Linked DNA regions of Mus musculus: region 1 is linked to region 2. Evidence: chromatin contacts called from public HiCAR-type data. All regions are on one chromosome and are shown on one strand. The core of a region is the stretch at or near the end of the contact, and the rest is flanking DNA. Distances in the headings are between cores, read along the strand shown.

What was found. HiCAR-type assays count read pairs that join an accessible place to other places.
Region 1: a contact with region 2 is called in a HiCAR-type map of astrocytes, with 5 times the contacts expected there. The contact joins the promoter of 4930461C15Rik here to the promoter of Rpl24 in region 2. A contact is called at or near these places in 2 of 39 promoter capture datasets (the 3T3-L1 cell line and pre-B cells) and 1 of 115 datasets of contacts at active chromatin or transcription factors (astrocytes).

The regions. Positions count from the first base shown.
Region 1 is chr16:58,407,250-58,412,218 of GRCm38.p6, reverse strand. 4930461C15Rik (a long non-coding RNA gene) reads left to right here and starts at 3,688. Exons shown (of 4, transcript XR_384912.2): 1 at 3,688-4,047. Dcbld2 (discoidin, CUB and LCCL domain containing 2) reads right to left here and starts at 3,684. Exons shown (of 16, transcript NM_028523.3): 1 at 3,268-3,684. The coding sequence starts at 3,463.
Region 2 is chr16:55,963,906-55,968,652 of GRCm38.p6, reverse strand. Rpl24 (ribosomal protein L24) reads right to left here and starts at 2,378. Exons shown (of 6, transcript NM_024218.4): 1 at 2,215-2,378; 2 at 2,031-2,106; 3 at 1,483-1,593. The coding sequence starts at 2,219. It overlaps Gm6958 (MLV-related proviral Env polyprotein-like), which reads right to left. Exons shown (of 1, transcript XM_001480210.4): 1 at 3,605-4,747.

The sequences.
Region 1 (4,969 bases), core at 2,439-4,938, 2.4 Mb before region 2:
CATCACTCCAATGTTGCTATGATGAACAGTAATGTACATGTCTGATATGCAGGATATCTGATATGTGAACCCATGAAAGGGCTGTTCAATCCCAAAGGGGCTGGGAGCCACAGGTTGAGAACCACTGGTTGAGTGGTTGGTTGAGAGCTTTTTGAGGTAGGGTCTCACAAGATGGATGGGGTAGCTAATCAGAAAGCCCTGACTCCCCTGCTTCAGCCAAGAGCTAGGATGGCAAGCTGGCTTGTGCGGCATGTTTTGTCAAACCAAGAGAAGACAGAAAATTCTAAATCTACCTAGTATGGATAATTATAAATGTTTCTTTGCTGAGGAAGAAGTTCTTCATTTCTGACAGTTTCTAAATTCTGGACTTCCTTAGCATCACACAAGCCAATGAAGGTACTGCTTACCAGAATAAAACTTTTCCACATAAACTACAAGTATTACCGTTTAACTGAAATGATTCTTTCAAAGAATCAACCTGACCTGTTTCATAGGTTATTAAATTGCAAAATCAATGTCCTTGACAACATGCCATATGAATGGCTGCAAACAAATCACTCTTAATGGATTTTAAAAATTAATTATATTCTGGTATCATATCATTTCCAAGTCACATTCTAGCCCACAAGGTAGACAAATCTGTAATATAAATGAGGAAGCTGAGTTACCGAGATGAGGTGACCCAAATTCCTAGTCATAATGTAAACTGGAGATAGAAATTCTATCACAGTAGAGTATTAGCTGCTTATTATGAAAATGTATTACAGCAGCAAATATGCAATCAGGCTAAGCTCTACTAATTTCAGTTTTATTAAAAAGATGTATTTTTTAAAAAAGGTTTTGAAAATGATCTTAATATAAAGATTTGAAGGTGAACTTACCATGAATTTTAGAATTCATGTATATAAGCTACATCTAAAATGTCTATACTATAAATATATGTAAGTAAACCAAGTCTATTTATAATTTAAAGAATATTAGATAGTTATGATACATCATTGTGAAGAATTAGGTTTTCAAAAACGTGATGAACTTTATTCTAAGCCAAGCAGAAAGAAAAATCACTTTTGGCAGGAAATCTGCTGAGAAAGAGCTATGTATGGCCTTAAGTAGAACAAAGGCAAGAGAGAGCATCATTTCAAAACAGTGTCAGGAAGATAAAAACCCACTTACGCACTCCCATGGACACGGAATATGTGTCTACCTGGGTAGGCTCCGTGGGGAGCAAGACTGATTCAGCCAGCCTATTTTCTTCAGTTTATTTTTCATTATAACTACATGCTAGTAGCAGACATTTGGAAAGGTTCTATCACTCAGAGACAACTGATAAGGTTATATTATTCCTTCCAAACTTCTTCCCAAGGCTTCTTAAGAGAGTACAAAGTCCACCTTGGAACACATGGGCATTCTCATATTAAAATCGCTAGAGGTGTTTAAGAGATTCACATCCTGAGTGAGGGAATGTCAGCTGACCCTGAAGGAATGTGTTATCTTAGTTAAGACTAACTTCAAAGAAATTTCACTGCAAGCAGTACTAGGGCCCTCAGAGGGAGAGATTTTTTAAAAATCAGGGAATTCTCATCTCATACAATTTCTGAATTTTCAGATACTCACCAAACTAGTCCTTAATTTACTAACTTAGTAACTCGTGTTTAATAATTGATAAATACATTATGCTTTCCCTTTGTAAAACTGTGTGTTTCTGGTTCATTTACTTAGTCTATGAAAGAGACATGCATTCACATATGAGCAAGACAGAAAATTGATACAAAGGTATTAAACAAACAAAACTACCCGATTTTGAAGAAATAAAAATCATGTCTTTTTATGCTCTCTAAAATTATTTCTATTTATTTTGGAATCTTTTGGCAATGGGAGAAGAAATATATTGTTACAATGCTGACTAAAATGATTCAAAAATCATTTAAAATAAGATAATGTTGCATGTTACATCAGTCTGGGAATGACTACTCCAAAAGATAATGGTGTCCTATATAGCTGACTCTGTTACTCGAAGATTTGTTTTAAACATGACGTGAAATTCTAGATGTAAGCCATCTAGAAATGTTCAAACACAGTGGACTGCTTAAATGGTCATATTCCTTTCTACATTAAAATATGCTGTATTCCCTGTGCATCGGTTTCCCTCTGCTGGGAACGGGATAACTAACTCACCAAGCTGTGTGTTAAATGCACTGATTTACACAAACCACTTAGTCCCGGGCCTCCCACACACACTAAGCTTCTGTAGCCATATAAGTCTGTCTCCCCACCACGAGAAAGAAAAACACACACATAGATGCCAAAACTTCAGAGGCTTCCACACTCTAAAACAGTAAGCGCTGACTGAAATCTGCCTATTAGACCTCTAAACCTTAGGTTGCTCAGTTTAAATGTGACTATTAAAGAGGACAGTTTACGTTTTTCTCTTAGCGATTACCTCTCACACGTCCATCAAGGCTGCACCTTCCCAAGAGACAATCCCATGACCTTGAAGATATTCCTTACTGACAAAAAGTGCACACAGTGGGAAGCTGAACTGAGAAATGGAAAACGTATTTCAAGAAACTCTCCCTAGCAATTAGTAACAAGAAAAGCCATGGAAGAAATAAAGCCAAACAGAATGTGGTACGCTGCCCAAAGCAGCAACACTAAAAAGTTCAGTCCTGTATTCTCTTTCTATTGTTGATGATTTATCAACCAACAGTTGTTCCCGCTTCTGGAATGGGATTGTAGAAGGAAAAGAAGCTTTGTCACTTTCTGAGAAAGTTTGCGCTTTTGGTAGTGGACCGCTACTCTGGGCCACTTCTGTGTTTGATCAAGACAATCTACAAACCACGGTCCTCAGTAATGGGCAGGTGCTCTGAAGAACGAATTGCAAACGTAAGCAAGGCTCTAGAGAGCACTGCAATTTGCTTCATTCGCGTTAGAACCTGGGCGCTATCCCTAAGAACAGCAATCCCTGCCTGTCTTTAATAAGCTCAAGATGCTTTTTAATTTGCTCCCGACTCCGTCCATCAGTCCAGAAGGAGACAGCAAGGAGGCCTCCACGGCAGGGTCTCATACGTCCCTCTTTCACAGAAATGAATGGCTTTGCGGAAAAGTAAAGCGACACAAACTTGAGACACCGGGCGGCACCACCACCCCGCCCCGGTCCCCGCCACATCAGCCTCGCCAGTGTGGTGTCTCTGCATCTCTGGGTTCGTCGGCAGGTTCCTCCAACAGCCAAGAGCCTCAGGAGGCCGACCGGTGCGGGCCACCACTCACCTTGCTGGCCTCCAGCGTCCTGGAGCAGTAGGAGCAGCAGAAGGAGCAGTCGAGGCCTGGAGGAGGAGTTGCGGCCAGGAGGGAGGGGACAGCAGCCGGCGCTGGGCAGCGCGGCCCGGCCGGTGGCGGCGGGCGCGGCCGGGCCTCCGGGACCCTGGGGGCTGCGCGCGGCTCTCAGCGGCGCCCGGCTCGCCATCGCGGCGGCCGGCAATCCGCCCGCATAGTGCGCGCGCCGCGGAGCCCCGCGCGCCCGGGGCCCGCAGCACCCGGTGAGGACCGGGCGGCAGCGCAGCGCGCCTCGTCCCCTCCGCCCTGCTCCCCGCGCCCGCTTCACCGAGCTTCCCGCCCCGAGACCCCAGGCCGGAGCGCGGCGGATCGGAGGATAGCACCGGGGCCCGAGCTGGAACGCGCTCCCGCCGCGCTCGTAGACCGACCGTCTCTCGGGCGGGCCGGCCCCGCTCTCTCGCCCTCCCTCCCTCCCGCGCGCGCTGGCCACGCCTCCTCCTCATGCTGAGACCAATGAGCGGCCAGATCTGGTCCAGCTCCTTCCGTGCCGTCCAATCATCACGCCGTCTGCTCTGTCGACCTGTTAGCTCCTCTCCTAAAGCTCCACCGCCCCTCATCCGCGTCTGCCAATCGCCCTGGACCTCTGGGAGCGTCCCACCCGCCTCCCTCGATCCGGGTTCGCCCCCAAGCCGGGGCCGGGAGCGGTCCCCGCCCCGCTGAAGAGCCTGTAGTTTTTGGGACCACTGCCCAGAGAGAACCCGCCGAGACTCTCTGGTCAGTGACTTCCGGGACTTCCCCATCCCGCGCTCTCCAGCTTCCCAGAGCCTGCTTGCTCCTGGCTCCTCCCCCGTCGAACATCAGGCCACTGGAAGGGGTGGGATGGCTGGATGCTGGAAGATTTCAGCTGGGAGCTGTATTTAAGGGACTGTTTTTAAATAGCAGAGTATGTTTTTCTTAATTAAAACTGCAGTCAATTGCAGCAACATCTGCGGGTACAATTACAAATGTAGTGTTCAGTTTTTGCAAAGATAGCTTCTAGGACTTTGGAGAGGAAGTATAAAATAAGACCCGTGTTGCTGAGACTATTTAAGTCCACTATCTGTAAAATTGTGCTCAGAGAAGTCCCAGGAATTAGAGCCACTTTATAGATAATTTGCAGGTTTTGGAATGGGGAAGAAATGTCAGTACATCATGCACGTCAGAATGAAACAAGTACAAATTCAAATAATAGGCAATTTGATGGAGTTTTTGAGCAGGCAGTATGGCAGAAGAAAGAGCAGTCTTTAAAGAAGAATCCACAGAACTAGACAGTAGATTTATAAAGAGAAACCATCAGGGATATTTTTAATTAGGGACTCCCTAAAAAAAAAAAAAAAAGTATTGTACCTTTAACAAACAGGGACTTAGTAAGATAGAACAGTTTGCATAGCAAAGGAAGTAACTATAGAGCATCTGTATTACCTTTCAGTTTATGGTGGTTGATTTTTCACAGTATTGCTGCTGTGCCCTGTCCTGCTGATGACTGCCTTTAACAAGCCATAATTTCTGGCAGCTGGGTCTTCTCAACGCTAAGCAACGGATGCTGTACAGCAAACTGATACTGGCATAGGATGTCTACTACCTTGAGTGTATTAAATGTTCCCTTGACTTAACGTGTTCTCAAGTGATGGTGGGTTTATCAAATGTGACTCTTATC
Region 2 (4,747 bases), core at 1,129-3,628:
GGTCTTTGAGGAACAATCACAGCAAACTGAAAATTCCACATTTGGTTTCGTTAAAGGGGTTGCTGTCAAATATTGGGTCTGGGAATGTTGCTTTTTTAGAAAATAACTTTCAGGGTAGAAGAGAAATGGGGCTGCTTTTTAGATTTGGGTCCTGTCACCAAAATTTATTATATATATATATATATATATATATATATATATATATATATTTAATTTTAAGCATTCAACTGATTGTAACCACCTTTTTTGGAAATAGGATTGATTTTACTTTGTAGCCTTAGTTGGTGGCACACGCCTTTAATTCTGGTACTTGGGAGGCAGAGGCAGGCGATTTCTGAGTTTGAGGCCAGTCTGGTCTACAGAGTGAGTTCCAGGACAGCCAGGGCTACACAAGAAACCCTGTCTCATATGTATCAAAAGATGGCCTAGTCGGCCATCACTGCAAAGAGAGGCCCATTGGACTTGCAAACTTTATATGCCCCAGTACAGGGGAACGCCAGGGCCAAAAAGGGGGAGTGGGTGGGTAGGGGAGTGAGGGGTTGGTGGGTATGGGGGACTTTTGGTATAGCATTGGAAATGTAAATGAGCTAAATACCTAATAAAAAATGGGGGAAAAAAAAAGAAACCCTGTCTCGAGAAAAAAACAAAAAACAAAACTAAACAAACAAAAAGTCAATTCTACTGCCTCAGCATTCCAAGAGTTCGATAACAGATTTGTTGGGTACCTGCTTTCAATACTTAGAATGGAATTGCCAGATGTTAAGAACACAAAAAAAATTTTTTAACAGTTGTCAACCTGATCTATGAGTAACCCTGTCTAAAAAAACCAAAATAAATAACATTTTGAGTTAATTAAAAGGTTTACAACAGCTGTATCATTTTATTCTAGGATTTCTGTTTCTCTACATCTTCACACCTCTAAGATTCCCTCCCCCCATTTATTCATCCAAAAGGATCTAATAAATATAATTCATCTTTCTTTTCACTAACTCTGTACTGCGTGCTCTGCTTTGGGAAACAAGGTTTTATGTAGCCTAGGCTGACTTTGAACTACTGATCCTCCTGCTTCTACCTCCCAGACACTGGCATTACATGAGTGGGCCACCATGCCCACTTAACATATTTCACATCTGGGACCACTGTTTACTATAATACCCAGCTAGAATCTATTTAACGAGGCTCACACATGCCAAGCCTAACTATTAGCTGTTGTCCTAGCACCACACCTCCACCCAGAGCAACACCTACCATCCCCTAAGGGCCTCTTCAACCCAAAATGAAGCTTACAGAGAGGAATCATTTCAAATTTCAACACACAGCTTGGAAGGCTATGGTACCCAAGGCCACACTAACAAGTTCTGCTACTGTCTGATGGTTTAGTTCAAGAGCACATTGCATAGTTTTGTTTAACCAAAATTTAACCTGGCAAAATCTGACAGTGTAACTTTAAAAGAGGCTACTAGCAAGCTGCATTCCACTTACCGACTGCCCTTTCTTGTGTTTCCTTCTGTAGAGGACAGTCCAGTTTATCTGCCGAGGATTCCTTTTGGAAAGGAATGCTGACTCACATTTTGCATTAAGAAACTGGAAAACCTGCAGTTAACAAATTCAAATTAGTCATCCTTTTACACAAAGTGGAGACTGACGTCCTCCTCCAGCTTTATTCTACTTCTCTCTTCTCAATATATAAATATATAAAGGAGGCAAGAGACCTCTTTGTGACACAAATGACAGGGTGGCATCAATGCTACAGTCTTCTCAGGAGCCGAAAAATCTACACTAGTCGCAAAGGGTCGGGTGGCGCTAAACTCAAAGAAATCTGGCTCTGAGCCCTCTCCGACTCCAAAAGACCTGAAGCCCATTTCCCTTTCCCATTGGTTACATACAGCACTCATTTCCAGCCTGGTTTACACACCATCCATATTCCCTCAAGTTTCCCATCCCACACGCGGTCCCGGGGCCTTCGGGGAGAGAGGACCGTCCTTCTACTCCCAGCGTCCCGAGCCGCGCTCGGCCCAGCCGGCCTTTACCTTCCCGTCGGTCCTGGCGTAGCGCCGCCCGTGTCCCGGGTAGATCTTGTACCCGCTGAAACTGCACAGCTCGACCCTGGAAGGAAAAGGCGAAGCTCGTTAGTATGTGCGCTGCAAAGAGGAGCCATCCCCGGTAGCTCGGCCTCAGGATGGAGGCGGATTGGGACACCGGGCGCCCGCTTACTTCATGGTGATAGATGTCGGCCTGCCGGGGTAAAGATGGCGAAGAGAAAGAAAGAATCATGGGAGAACCTTATAGGGCAGAGGGAGAGAATCTCCTCCCTAAATTCCCTTCCTTGACCCCGGCGCCCAGAGATGATGTCACTTCCGAGCGCCCAGTCTGTTTCCTAGCAACAGCTTTCTTCCTACAGCATTGGCGGGGAGTGGGTTTGAGGTGTTCGTTTAAGGTCCAAGTTGGTTCTTGGCTTGGGTTCTGTGCCATTTTATTTCCTCCAGGCTAGTGTTCTAGAATCTAAAGCCAGCATTTCGCAGGATTTAATAAACAAGAGACAAGGATGTTCTACGTGTCTTTCCTCCTCTTACGAAGCCCAGACCAGTTTTTATCTCGCAGGTAAAACCTGAAGGTCACTTTTTGCATTTGGCTTTGGATTATTCCTTGAAACAAAAATAAATCGTAGCGGCCTGCCGGGCAGTGGTGCCGCACGCCTTTAATCCCAGCACTTGGGAGGCAGAGGCAGGTGGATTTCTGAGTTCAAGGCCAGCCTGGTCTACAAAGTGAGTTCCAGGACAGCCAGGGCTGCACAGAGAAACCCTGTCTCGAAAAACCAAAAAAAAAAAAAAAGAAAAAGAAAGAAAAAAATCGTAGCGGCCGACAGCGTGGCCCAGGGATAGCACGAGTGGTACGCAAAACCCTGAATTAAATCCCCACCTCCAAAAAATATTAGAGCCCGCCACTGTGGGGCAAGCTTTTAATCTCAGCTCTCTGAAGACGCACTGGCAGGCTGGTCTACATAGTAGTAAGAGTTCCAACGGTACATAAATAGTGACCCCCTGTATCAAAAACTAAAAGTAATTAATCACTAGTTCAAATAGATTGCCAACACTTGTAATACGAGCACTCAGGAACTAAGGCGGGACTACTACAAGTTTGAGGCCAGCCTTGGTTACAGTGTGAGACCCTGTCTCAAAACCTGAAGTTACGAGTTGGAAAGGTGAGCAGGTTAAGAATACATACAACTATTGAAGACGACCAGAGTTCAGCCACCTGTAACTCCAGCTAGCTGCCTGACCCCGAACTCATGAGTGTACTTACATACACACACACACACACACACACACACACACACAAACACACACACACACAGGCAAAAAAAGAAAAAAAGAAAAAGAAAAAAAAAAAAAAAGAAAAGCTATGCTAGCCAGCCGGTGGAGGCACAGCCTTAATCCCAGAAGAGTCAGGCTGGTCACTAAGACTTTTGAGGCCAGCCTCGCCCACAGGGAGTTACAAGACATCCAAGGCTACACACAGACCTTGTCTCTAAAAACCGAAAATAAAATAAAGGAAAAATAAAGTTATTTTATGGGGCTGGAGAGATGGCTCAGCAGTTAGGAGCGCTGGCAACTCGTCCAAAGGACCTGACTTCAATTCCCAGTACCCAGACGGCAACTCAATAACTGTAAATCCAGTTCCAGGGGACCTGGCACCTTCTCATAGACATACATACAGGCAAAACACCAATGAACGTAAAAATAAATAAATCTTAAGAAGAAAGAAAAGCTATTTTAGGGCCTGGAAAGATGTTTCAGCTTGTAAGAGCACTTGTTGAATTAGTAGAGGACTGGCATTAGACATGGTCCAGCATACACATGGTGGCTCACAACAGATGGTTTTCCAGTTCCAGGAAACCAAGCTGGGTCTTCTGACCTCCAGTGACCACACAGTGCCACCTGGTGTACACACGTAGAGCTAAACATTCAGACACAGAAAGTCAGATGAAATTTAAAAATTAAAAAAAAAAAAAAAAAAAAACTTTTAATTTAAAAAAAAAACCTATTTTAAAGAACTTCTGGATATTTGGCAGGCAGAGATGGGCAGATCCCAGAGTTTAAGGACAGTCTGGTCTACAGAGCAAGTTCTAGGATTACCAGGGTCATGTGTAGCCTGTCTCAAAAACAAAACAACAACAAAAACCTGGAAATATAGTCCCCATAGAGAAGCTCGGGTGAGGACAGATGGGAACTTGGAATGGGACATTCTGAGTGAGGGAAAGAGAGATGGCAGGAGCCAGCTGATGGATTTTGTGGAAGGCTGCCAACTCTGCTCCAAGTCACTGCTTACTGAAACAAATGTAGTGGTTAATATTTTCTATTTTTATAAGCAACTCACAGTGTTCTGTAAGTGGGTAGTTGAGAAGTGGGGGAGCAATTCTAAGAAAGCTGTGAGTTATGCAAGATGGTACCTTGGGGTTTTTGAATCAGGGGGATCAGGATCAAGACCGCCCTCTGCTACACAGTCTGAGGTCAGCCTAGGAAGCACGAGACCCCTCCTCAGAAACTGAAAGCTGGAAGTTGGGGAGATGGATCAGTGGTTGCAAAGTGCTTGCTATCAAAGCACTTGGACCTTGTTCAGAGGCCTAGCACTCAGTAAAAGCCAGTATGGTGGAATGTACATGAATTTCAGCCCTGGGGATGCCAACACAGGAGGATCTGAGAGATTGGTTGGCCAGCCAGTCCAAGTCCAGGTTCAGTGAGACACT